Regions from separate parts of the Gossypium hirsutum genome. Here region 1 is linked to region 2. Evidence: chromatin contacts called from public Hi-C data. All regions are on one chromosome and are shown on one strand. The core of a region is the stretch at or near the end of the contact, and the rest is flanking DNA. Distances in the headings are between cores, read along the strand shown.

What was found. A called contact is a pair of places that touch in the nucleus more often than the background predicts.
Region 1: a Hi-C map of leaf shows a contact between it and region 2, with 2.7 times the contacts expected there. The contact joins the promoter of LOC107945662 here to the promoter of LOC107945747 in region 2. A contact is called at or near these places in 5 of 34 Hi-C or Micro-C datasets (callus, hypocotyl and leaf).

The regions. Positions count from the first base shown.
Region 1 is chrD12:12,042,682-12,046,163 of Gossypium_hirsutum_v2.1, forward strand. LOC107945662 (pentatricopeptide repeat-containing protein At4g36680, mitochondrial) reads right to left here and starts at 1,450. Exons shown (of 1, transcript XM_016879751.2): 1 at 1-1,450. The coding sequence starts at 1,093. LOC107945661 (splicing factor U2af large subunit B) reads right to left here. Exons shown (of 13, transcript XM_016879745.2): 8 at 3,426-3,482; 9 at 3,227-3,339; 10 at 2,702-3,148; 11 at 2,464-2,599; 12 at 2,087-2,154; 13 at 1,585-1,951. The coding sequence ends at 1,814.
Region 2 is chrD12:11,840,601-11,844,034 of Gossypium_hirsutum_v2.1, forward strand. It overlaps LOC107945747 (SCARECROW-LIKE protein 7), which reads right to left and starts at 1,878. Exons shown (of 2, transcript XM_016879855.2): 1 at 1,705-1,878; 2 at 1-1,596. The coding sequence starts at 1,562.

The DNA of each region.
Region 1 (3,482 bases), core at 200-2,699, 200 kb after region 2:
CCTTGATCTTCTTTTTCATCACCAATCCCTCCACCAAATGCTTCAAAGTGTTAAAATCAGGAATCTTATGCAACCTCACACTCTCTTTGAACACCTTATAACCTTGCTCATACAATCCATTTAAACATAAATAAAACACCAGCGTCCGAAAAGTAGCCGCATTTGGATTACACCCATTACCTTCCAATCCTTCATATACCTTCTTAGCTTCATCCAACATGCCTCTCTTACAATAACAAGTCATCAGATAATTATAACTAATGGTATCCGGTTTCAACCCTAGGGTGCTCATATCGTCAATCAATTCCTTCACTTTCTCAGGCTCTCCGCCTTGAAAATTCGAAATCCTAACGTTATAAGAAGCAACATCTAATTCGCAACCAGTCTTCATCATCTCAAACCACAACTTCTCTGCCTCTTCTGTTTTTCCCTTCTTATATAATGCGTTTAAAATTGTTGTAGAGGTGACTGCAGTTACCTCCACGCTTTTCCTTTCCATTTCTCTTAGAACCTCAAGCCCTTTCTCGGGATGACCCGCTTCGCAATAAGATTTAACTAAAATCCCATAGGAAACTTTGTCTGGTGAAAGACCAATGTATTTCTTGGGAATTTCATCGAACAGCTGGGGAACTCTGTCAAATTGCCTAGACTGATTGCAAGCGGAGAGCAAGGCGTTGAAAGAAATGGTTGATCTGGGGGTACCAAATTGGTCCATTTGATGGAAAGTTTTGATGGCATGATCTAACATGCCAGCGATACCATAGGATCTGATGAGAGTAGAGAGGAAAGGCTCCTGAGAAATCTTGGGGTCGGTTTTGTGGGACTCTATTAAGGATTCGATGTCGGAGAAACGACGGGACTTGGCGAGGCGGCGGACGGTGAGGTCTTGAGCGTAACGGGAAGAAGAAGGGGAAGAGTAGTGTTTGGAAACGGAAGAGTAGATTTCGAGGGCTTTGTCAGGGTCGTACTCAGTGCGGAGTTTGCTTTTGGCTTGGGAAACCGAAATGGAGGAGGAGTAAGCGGCGGCGGCGGCGGCGGCATTGGAGGTGGCCGAAAAGTGACGGAGGTGGCGAAGACGAATGGAAGAAGACATGTTTTTTTGGGAGGAGACTTGTTAGGGTTTGGTTTTAGGGTTTTAGAGTGGGATCGGAGCAGAGCAGCTTAAAATCAATGGTCAGGGAATTTTGCTAATGAACTTCGTTAAGTTAATTTTTAACCTTCTATTATTTTTTTCTTATTTCTTTACACACACAACACAATCATTCAAATCTTTCTTGGCCAATCAATATTACATATTTGTTATGTGAAGGAGTTTTTTTTTACATGGAAATGGCACCCTTTGTGAAAATGAATGTATGACATGGCCCAAAATAACCTTGTATTTTAAATATAGGGTTTTATCTCTAGACAATTAAAAAACAAAAATAAACTTCAATTTTAAGATGATAAAGAAAACATACATATCCTTAACAGCATGTACTCGTTTGTTTTAAAATTTATAATACAAATAACTAGCCTTCGTTTGATATTTCATCTCACTTTTAATTCCAGTGCCAACACACAAAATAAATATCCTAAAGCTGGTTCGAATTTTAACATTTTCTTCATCCTTGATACCAAATTAAGAAATGCAGGAGATACAAACTAAAGGACATTAGGTACAAAACCAACATTAGAATTACAATAAGAGGTGGGAGTCATGGATAAATTTCTTATACCTTGTCTATATCTTAACTCTAAAAACCTAAACGAATAAAGAACCAGTTCGTACAACTACATTGCATCATAGGCATAGCAGCTAAGATATGACACATTAGCCATCATACTCCCCCTGTGCAAATTTGTTCTCAGGATAGAACACAGCAATTACTTGATTTTCACCAAATCTCCTTCCATTCATTGCAGCTTGGGCTTTTCGGGAACCTTCCACATCTGAGTACTCCAGAAATACCTTCAAATACCAAGCAAATTGCGGTCAAGTCAGTAACTAAGGGGAAGAAATGAATATGAAGCAACTAGCAGAAACATTGCCAATGCAGGTCGATAACTAAAACAACAGGATTTCTTGCAAATATAGAGCACTGACCTTCCCAACACCCGGTAATGATTCACCATTTGGATTCGGGCGGGGTATGACAACATTCACCAATGCACCTGCATATTACGTGTGAAAATTTCAAATCCACATAAAACTTTATTCAGGGAATTAGTTAGCAGAAATCAGTATGAAGAAAATATAGATAAAGAATTAGTGTCTTCTGTCTGTGCAAGCTAAATTTGCTAAATTTGACTCTTTAATAACAGCAGCGAACTAGAAGGGCTGTAAAACAGAGATATAAACAAAAAGGAAAACGGAAATTAATAAAGTATACAGGACTTAGCATGTTAAAATAACTTTAAAAACTTAATAAGGAGGGTCAGGTACAACAAGGATGGACCAAATGGTTTTAAGAATAATTTTACCATGTTTTCCACCCTCTTGTCTCATGTCTTCAACAATGTCCCCATACTCCTCATCATCTCTAAGATCATCTTCACTAATTGCTTGAGTCAAGCACACAACCTTTGTGGGCACACCTTGTGGTTGCAACATAAGCCTCTGTAAAGGACAAAGACACTGCAAATTAGCCTATCATCTATAGACGATACTTGCAACAAATGAGTAAATTTTAGAAAAAAAAATAGCACTATCTAATCTTACCTGCAAAGCAATCTGCTGCTGTGCATGCTGAAGGATGCTCTCTTGCTCAGGTTTAGGCTGGGTAGCACCTTGGTTTGCTCGCCTAACAGTGAGAGTTTTATCACCCATTTTAATTCCATTTAAAGCAGCACAAGCGATGTCTGTAACTGACAGATCTTGATATATGCAGAAGGCATAGCCTTTTGAGTTTCCAGTTTCTCTATCTTTTACTAGATCAAAACCTCGAAGGGGTCCAAAAGACTCTAACAACTCCCTGATCTGTGCTTCAGTAAAGTAATATGGAAGCCCCCCCACAAAAATCCGGTCTGGACCCTCAAGCCCACCAGCAGACCCTGGAGATAGACCTACAGCTGCAAGATTAAGATTGGGACTGGGCTGACTTGGACCAAGAGTTGCAGCAAGCGAAGGGTTGTAGTCACTGGGTCTCCGAACCTTCACAGGTGCTCCCTAGAAATTCAAACAAGTCATTACAATTTCTTGTATTTAAATGACTTCAGTATGAAGATCCTAAAGAATATATAATACCTCAAAGATTATCCCATCTAAAGCCATTGCATTACTAGCTTCCTCAACTGATCTCATCTCTACAAAAGCAAACTTCTTTTCATGGTTTATGTAGACATTAACAACAGCATCCCCTGAATGTAACAGAAAAGGATGAGTGACTAGAGACATAAAGCAGGTATTTCAGTCCTGCGATGTATCAAAAAATTTCTCCATATACCAGGACCAGCAGTATTTCCACCAATTGCAGCCATAACCTGGCTGAAGAAAGTCGCGA
Region 2 (3,434 bases), core at 628-3,127:
TCAACTCTCTCCGGTGAATCACGAGGTAAGTTCGGTTCCAACGATTCGAATACGGCCGTGTAATACCGCAATGCATTCTTGAATCGGTTCACGAACCCCACTCGATTTAAACTCGCTTCATACTCGCCCAATGTCACGATTTTGGGGTTCAATGATTTAGCCAAACAGAGAGCTGCTTCCACGGTTACCGGAGTGGCATCTAACAAATTGTATAATTGAAGCATGAAATTTACAGCCAATACCTCATCATTATCAACTCGGAAACAAGACTCCTTCAGTTCCTTAATCGGAGTTAGAATCGGTTCGAATTCAAAATTCAAATCCAGAAGCTTGGCAAAGTCGCGTAGACGGTTACCGGTAGCATAAAGGGAGGGAGCTGGAGATGATCCCAAAACCGGGGCAGGTATACCCGAAATACGAATTCGGGTGGGTTTTCCAGCCGACCTGGCCGCTAGAGCTTGCAAAAGAGCAGCCCATTGAACTCCTTGAACAATTCCAAAGTCCACTATGTGAATCTTGGTTGCTCGCTCAGTAGCTTCGAGAATCGCTTGATTTGCCGTTAAATGAGCGAACTTGGAGTAAGGGCAGGCGTCGTTCAATACTTTGTAAGAGAGAGTGAAGTCCTCCGACGTCGTTTCGAGCAGATTCAACCTTTTCTCTGCTGGAAGAGAGACTCTGCTATAGAGGGCTTGGGTGAAGTAAAAAGCCACTCTTTCAGTTGGATCTCCACGTTCAGATACCGACTCCCTGAGTTCAACCAGCGATTTAATCGCGCGTTCAGGTTCTGAGTCGGAGAGTCTAGCACAGTCGAGTAAAGCTTTCAAAAGCGGGGGAGCTGACTCGATCTCGGTGGAATCAGCTGAGACCCCTGCGGCGTCGTTTGTGAGTGGGGTCTGGCTCGGAGGACTGCTTGCTTTGGTTTCTTTAACGGCTACATGAGGAGGTGGTGGTGGCGGAGGGGATGGGGATGGGGACCACGTCGGTAGCTGGTGCTGAGGCTGAAGAGTAGGGCTAAGGTTTTTCTGTGCCTCGGTTGGGAAAATGACTCGGTTCAGATCAGACGGCGTAGGACACGCCACGCTGAGACGATTTGGGCAAGCACTAAATGGATCAGCGCCGTAAAGACCAAAATCAGCATTGTTCTGCCATACTTCACAACCAGACGGCAGATTTGAACTATCCGTTGAATCCCCACTGTTCATTAAGCAATCCATCCATTCGTCGGTGTCAAACTCACCACCCGAACCACCACCAAAATCCGGGAATCGAAACCCACTCGAATGATGATGCCCCATGTTAGGGAACTGAAACCCTTCTCCAGTATCACCCTGAAATAGGTCAGTGAAACCTGGACCCGAAAGCCCGTACCCGAGAATGGGAGAGTTGGAGACGCCATGGTGGGGGTTGTTAGGCCAAGGGTTTAAAGTAACATGACTGACACCAAGAAGCTGTTGCTGGTGGTGGTGGTGCTGCTCTTGTTGTTGTTCTTGCTGTTGCTGTTGCTTTATAACTTGTTGAGCGATTGCCATTAGATTTCCGCTATCCGCACACATATATGCCATTCTCCGGCCAAACCTCGACGGAAAATCGTTTGAACTGCACTATCATAACCCACAATTAACAAAGAAAGGATCAGCGAAAGAGTGAATTTTTTTTCCAGTTTTTAAAGCATGAAAGAAGAGAGAGAAGAAAGAGAGTACATACAAAAGTGTAGGCCCAACGGTAACTGAATCAGAAGGTCTACAAACTTGGATTTTGCTCAAGGAAAGGAGAGAAAGAGAAAGAAAGCAATTTGGAGAAGTGCAACTCAAAAGAACGATACCTAGAACAGTAGAAGTAGAGAGCGCTGAGTAGAGTCCCTTCAAATGAACAAGTGGGACCTTATATCAGAGCTGCTAAGCATAAAGCCAAGTTGATCCCTCTTTATTTTAAACAAAATAGAATGAGAATTTGAAAAAAATATTAAGATTTAAGAGGGCTAATTAGTCAAAAAAGGCTGATTTTAAAAGTTAACTACCTCGCTTTTTTTTTAATTCAAAGAAGGATAAATTATACTAATAATTACTTAATTTTGGAATAGTTGATAAAATAGTTACTTAAATTTTAATTTAATTACTTAATTTTTGAAAATTAATAAAATAGTCACCACTAACCATTTTCCGTTATAGACGTAACGAAGCTACCATTTTACGTTAGATACTTAACGGAGTTGCCATTTTTCATCCCCTATCACTGCTCTCCCATCCATCTTCCTCTTCAACATAATCCATCCCCCTAGTCTGATTCTCTCTCCCTCTTCCCTACCATCTCTCCTCCTACTATAATTCTTTCCCTTCCCCCACCGTCCCTTTGCTAACCCTTTTCCATTACTTTGATTCTTTTCCTCTCTATTTTTGGCATTTCCTTTCCCCTTTCTCTCTCGCTTGAAGGAACTAAAACTTCGTTAATCAGACAACTAAAATGTTAGTAATAATAAAAGTAAGGAAACATCTCTCCTGTTTCTCTTCCATTTAAGCTTGATGTTATTGCTTATTTATTTCTTGTATCATTTGCATTATCTGTGTTTCAATTCCTTTTATTACATCAGTTTTTTTTCGTTACAAAAGAGTTACTGCTTTGATTCTCTTTCTAAAGAATTTAAATCTGTTGGGAATTTTTAACTGATTGGTTATCTTTTCTTATCGTTTTTTCCCTCATGGATTCCTTTTTTTTTTAAATTTGCATTATAGGGTGTTAATACTGTAAGAGTCATTACATTTGCAGTCAAGGTATTAGTATTCAAACTGTATACTTTGTGTATAAATTGACAATTTTTTATTGTATTTTTGAAGCTTATATTGTGAAAGCTTTGATAGTTTCGGGGTAGTGAGAGAATTTGAGGATAAAAAGCACATAAAAGGGAACCCTTTTCATATCTTTGTGTATTCTGTGATAAGCTTTACTTGAAGAGGATGGTATCTTGTAAATTCTGCAGAATAAATGAAAAATTTTAAATCTTTTAGTTGGCATGGTTGATAATTTAATTAACAATGTAAGATGAGATAAATGAAGTGTTTAGAAAATAAAAACCAAGGAAGAAGCTGAAGGACATGAAGACCAATCACAATCAACAATTTAGGAATTAAACCATGGTTTTGAGGAGAAGGCTATGAAAGTAGATGAGAGAGTTTAGAATCTTGTGCACTCTGGAAGCACCAGTTCTCCAAGGCTGCTGCCATTGGGGCATAGGTGCACTCAGAGTTAATTTGTAACTACATGACACAAGCGTCCCAATAGTTTCCAGAGATTGAAAACTCAGATGCAGAGGGCTTGGCGATGGGGTGATAATTCAAAGGATGAAAGGTATCGGCCCAGCTTCAATCCTAAGGTTTTGGCAAATTAAAAATGCAAGTGGTACAAACTCCACTCCAAATCTATGGTATATTAGACCAAAC